Regions from separate parts of the Triticum aestivum genome. Here region 1 is linked to region 2. A link is a contact called in public Hi-C data. All regions are on one chromosome and are shown on one strand. The core of a region is the stretch at or near the end of the contact, and the rest is flanking DNA. Distances in the headings are between cores, read along the strand shown.

Evidence for each region. Hi-C and Micro-C count contacts between places; a contact is called where the count stands out from the background.
Region 1: a Hi-C map of leaf shows a contact between it and region 2, with 4 times the contacts expected there. The contact joins the promoter of LOC123184633 here to the promoter of LOC123187368 in region 2. A contact is called at or near these places in 3 of 5 Hi-C or Micro-C datasets (leaf and root).

The regions. Positions count from the first base shown.
Region 1 is chr2A:47,388,002-47,390,701 of IWGSC CS RefSeq v2.1, forward strand. LOC123184633 (SNF2 domain-containing protein CLASSY 2-like) reads right to left here and starts at 1,423. Exons shown (of 5, transcript XM_044596724.1): 1 at 1,239-1,423; 2 at 876-1,126; 3 at 1-529. The coding sequence starts at 1,302.
Region 2 is chr2A:47,150,486-47,153,231 of IWGSC CS RefSeq v2.1, forward strand. It overlaps LOC123187368 (heat stress transcription factor A-2b), which reads left to right and starts at 1,455. Exons shown (of 2, transcript XM_044599219.1): 1 at 1,455-2,195. The coding sequence starts at 1,893.

The sequences.
Region 1 (2,700 bases), core at 173-2,672, 240 kb after region 2:
GATTGTGCTTCTTTGCATGAGTGACAGGGATATTCCTGATAATTGGGCATAAAGCCTCATTGCGTAGTTGGAATGAAACTATCTCCATGCTGTTGCCAAAGCCTGGAGGTGTGCTGATGGAATCAATATTGCAACGCGCTCGGCCTCCTTTGATGATTCTGTAGATGATGTTTCCTTCTACCAACTTGATGCTGAACTCCATTCCATTCAGGATAGACAAAACTACGAGATGTGCAATTTCTTGGGAGAATCTTGCACTTAACAGCTTGCTTCTGTTGTGAGAAAGGCAGTCCTCTGCACAACTCCATTGTACGCTTCCCTCATGGAGCTCCTTAGGTTGGAGCTTTTGCAAGAGGAAGATATTGTTTAGGGTCACCAGCTGCTCTCTTCTATCAGATATCACTTGTCCATTTTCTGTATTGTCAGGACATTGGTTCTTGTAGAGCATAATAACAAACAAGCAGAGACACTGATCTTCAATATGATTTCTCTTGATTGTGATGAGCCTTGCATCATGACACAGTAACATCTGCATGTATAAGAGAATAAAGTAATCAAGATATGATGCAGTTTTCCCTATACAGTTCATTGGTAGTTTAAACTCTTGGTTCCTTCTTTTGTAGTAGGGTTTTTGTCATCTTAAAGTTTCTTCTAATACAAGAAGCCACACATTTGGGTCTGTGTGTGAGAAAAAATACTGATATTAAATTACGTGCATAACAGATGATGGTATGGCTTTTGCATTCAAGTCTTCATATTCAGCACATTATGTTTTTTTTTGTTCCTAAAAATTCATTACTGTGTACTTTTTGAAGATAAAACAGAATGGGTATGTAAAGCTTTTACAATTAATCATAAATAGTAGGTTGACATACCGAAGATTTCATTTCCCCAGTCGCACTTCCTTGCAGTTGATGAGACGATTGTACACAGATATCAACACCCGGCTTGAGAACATGTGAGCAGTCAAAGTACGTAGCCCTTCTGGAACGTAGGCGCAGATGATCCCCATCCACATTATGCTCGACTGTGGAACCAGAGTAGATAAATTTAACGAACAGACCACCATCCCTGACCCTTATACAATTAACTCCATGCCATGAGCCATCATAAAATGCTTCAAATGCTGCAAGCAAAGGAGATATTCAGTTATATATAGATAATTTTTTATGTAAAGTTATATATAGATATTTGATCCTAGCAGTGTTTAATGGATAATTGCCATGCTACTTGCTTACAGGTTTCACTGATGGGATGGCTCCAGCGACCTTTAGGTCCTCCCTTGAGCGTATCTTCAGCCATGTAGCTTAGCACCTCATGATGTGAAATTCAACTGCCTGCTAAGCAGAATTTTGTAATGGTTTGCTTCATACCGAAAAAGAAATCTGAATTTTTTGATCAACAATATTCTAAATGGACAGTACATGTCTGCCCCCGGTGGGCCATACAACCCCTAAATCTAGCATCAGTTCATGCTTTGAGATTCGCATGTTCTCGTCATCTTCGTTGTAGCACATCTCATTTCACATCTTAAAAGATTGAGCAACGAGATCTAGATTTGATTATTACTTAATCATTAGTTATCTTCCAACGCAGAATATATACAATTAAATGGATTTGCACAAGCAAAATATGAATTAATTCATCATAGAGAGAGCACAATGGTGCATAATATAGCGACATAAAACGTGAGAATCTCAAAGCACGATCTATGGTGAATAAATTCCACACTATCATAAATATCTACATCACTCTTCTTTTCTCCAGAAAAATGCAAGATTCATGTACTGATACTATTTTTTGCTGAAACACAAATAAGGTGAGAGAATCTGCGACGGAACAAAACGAAGATCCAAGAGGTCTAGATTCGACTCCTCGCAAAAAGAAAAGGAGGTCGAGATTCGACTATCACTTAATCGTTAATTATTTTCCTACGCTGAACATACATACAAATTGATTTGCACAAACAAATGCTCCATATGCATGCAGAGAGAGTGGTACTCCTACAAATATAGCGACATACAACGTGAGAATCTCAAAGCACGATCTATGGTGAATAAATTCCGCACTCTTCTACGGAGTATCTCCATATGCATGCAGATTCGTTTACTCTATTTTTCTCGAGAAAATGCAAGATTCATGTACTAGTGCCGAACCGATACTACTAATAAATGTGACGAAAAACAAATTGTCTAGTGCTGCTTATCCAAGAAAAGAAATCGTGTTTAAGAGCAAACAAAACACGGATTCGATCTGGTGAAACAGAAAAAAGATGAGAGAATCTGCGACGGAACAGAACAAACTCGAAGCGCCGGTGGATCCATGCTTATTTAAGCCTATTTCCTGCGTCGATCGACCAGAGACGCCCCATACACGAGAGCAAGAATCGACGGAAACAGAGCATATCCTCCCCGGACGTACCGACGGAATGGGAGGAGGCGCCGCTAGCTGCCGGCCGCAAAACCAATCTAGCGACGAGGGGCAATGGTTGCCGGCGGCGGAGCTAAAGAGGGGAACGTAGATTGCGATTGCCCAGGCGGGCGGAGGCGACCATGTAGATTGTAGAAGGTTCTTGGAGAGATGAGTGTGGAAGGGGAGCAAGGGGAGGGCGGAGGAGAAGGCTCTGGCCTCTGGGTCTCTTCGCTGAGGTGCGGTCAGGCCAAGTACTCGAGTGCACACGCTCGTCTGGGGAAGAGGCGA
Region 2 (2,746 bases), core at 205-2,704:
CGGACAATCTGTGCACACCCAGATGATCCGGGACTAGGTCCGGATGATCTGGCTAGGAACCAACATGTGGAGCACAGAAGTTGTAGGTTTTGGCTAAGTGATTTTCCTTGGAAGATTTGGTCTTTTTGAAACACTTGTGAAACAATGTGTGTGTGTGTGTGTGTTAATAGATAGTGACCTAATGATGAGACTTGAGTAAAACTTGAACATACCACTTAAATCCCTCTTAATAGTATGGGATCCCTATTACTCAACAAATGTATAAAAGACACAAACGCTTCTTTTCTTGTTGGTCATTTGCTTGAACCATATCTTGTTTGATGTGTCCATGATTCCACTTAATGATGCCAAGAAAACTAATATCCTGTGTATATACTCAACAAACATAATTAGCCCCTTGTATGTAGTTTGTCATCAACATCAAAATATATTTAAGGGCAAGATTGCACTTTCAGCTGCCGTGTGCCCCGCAGCTAGCCACTGTTTTTTCGGGCTCATTGCGTGCTTCAACATGCCATTTATAAGATGACGATTGTGGGAGGCCCCCATGGCCGTGCGTGACGGGGCGAGAACTGGATGATGCGACCGGCAACCCAGGCAGGGCGACCAGCGACGTCCGGAGCTGCGATCGGCAAGCCAAAGTTTGGAGACGTGGTGACCATGCGCTGGAACTGGACGACATCGGGGCTACAATCATCATGAAAATTTCCTGAAATTGACCGACGTCGGGGGTGCAACAATGGTGAATTTTTGCTAGAACTGCGTCGTGTGTTGCAGCCGGCGTATTGACAAGAAGGTGCAAACCCATGACGGCCCGATGGCGAACAGATGTTACAAACCATGAGAGGAAAAGGCTGCAACCGGCGACAAATTCTACAACCATGAACAACAAAAGCTGCAATTGGCGACGAGAAAAGTTTCAAACAACAAAGAAAAAAGTTTCAACCATAGACTTGAAGTCATGGACAACGACGAAAAGTTGCAACCGTCGGTGGCAAAAGCTTCAGCTGACATTGAAAAGAGCTTCAACCGTTTCATGTGAGCGGCCGATGCTGCGCATGGCGTGCGAAGCTGTGATGACAGGGGCAGAGGTATCTCACGAGGGCTGGGAAAGAGAGGGGGGCGCCATGAAAAGGGTGCATGTGTGTTATATAAGCGCAGCTCGTACTCGCAAGAAAGGAGGACCTGCGCACGATAAGATCCAATCCGAACAGACGAATCAAACGGCTGGCGTGGCAACCGGCTCAAATTTGGCGCGGCCAACCGGCGCGTACACTTGCCATTAAAAAACAAAATAACCTAACCGCATCCCACCGCTGTGCCGCTTATCGTGAGCCGGGCACAGCTGCACAGCCAGACACACCGACAGTTGTCGCTCCGGCCCATGCGAGGCCCGCGTCGAGCCCAGGCCCCGACACGTGCCCGACCCGCACCCTTCATCCTCCTCCAAACCCCTGCTCCATTCCCAAAATAGCAATCTCTCTCCTCTCCTCTCCGCTCCGCTCCCCACCGCTCCTCCCCTCGCCGCCACTCCAGCCGCCGAGAGGAGAGATCGATCCCATCCCGGCGGCAGCTCCGCCGCAAACTTCCCCGCCCGCAGCTCCGCTTGCCTTGCCGCCTAAAGCTCGCGACGCGCCTCCGTCTCCATCTGGTCCCCAGCAATCTTTCAGCCGCTTTCGCGTGCGCTTCCGGCGGGTGGGAGTGATACGATTTTGACGTGTCCGTAGCGCGATTTCCCCGGCCTTATCTTGTCCCCTCCCCTCCCCTCCCCCTGCCCGTCCCACCCACCTTCTCGCCGGGCCCGGGCTTCCGGCGCGTTCCCTGCGTGGCAAGGCAGCTTCTTGCTGAGCGGTGTGGTTCCTTGCGTGGGAGGGTTCTTGGGGTTTGGGGGTATGGACCCGGTGCCGGGTCTGGTCAAGGAGGAGGAGGAGGAGGGCGCCCACGGGAGAGGCGATTCGCCGGCGGTCGGGGCGGCGCCAAGGCCGATGGAGGGGCTGCACGACGCCGGGCCGCCGCCGTTCCTGACGAAGACGTACGACATGGTCGATGACCCCAACACCGACAGCATCATGTCGTGGAGCGCCGGCAACAACAGCTTCGTGGTGTGGGATCCGCACGCCTTCGCCACGGTGCTGCTGCCCAGGCACTTCAAGCACAGCAACTTCTCCAGCTTCGTCAGGCAGCTCAACACCTATGTAAGCTTGCTGGCCTGATTCCCTTGATTCCTCCTGCAGATTTGCAATGCAGCTGATTTGTGATGCCTGTGAATGTAGTTTCTTTTTTCATCCCAAATGCAGTGCTGTGACTGTGAGACTGTTACCTAAAATTGGTCCAATGTAGCCATTGAGATTGTGTTGCCAATTTGGTGAAGGGAAGTACAGAAAAAAGGCAATTACAACTGCAGAATATTATTAACTATTCGGCTGGAGATGTCATCTCTTGTTCTTTATGATTAGGACATTTTGTACTTCAGAAAATTGGTGGTATCACACTAAACAAGCAGAGCTAAATCCCAGAAATGCGTCGGAGTGGTATATATATATATATATCCCAGAAATGCGTCGGAGTGGTATATATATATATATATATATATATATATATATATATATATATATATATATCCAAATACACAATATTTATGTAGAGAAGTGCATGGGAATCCCTAGCTAATAAACTTCAGTTAACAAGAAGCTAGCGCATTCACGAAACTTTACCTGTTGGGCTGGATGTGATGGATAAACCGTAT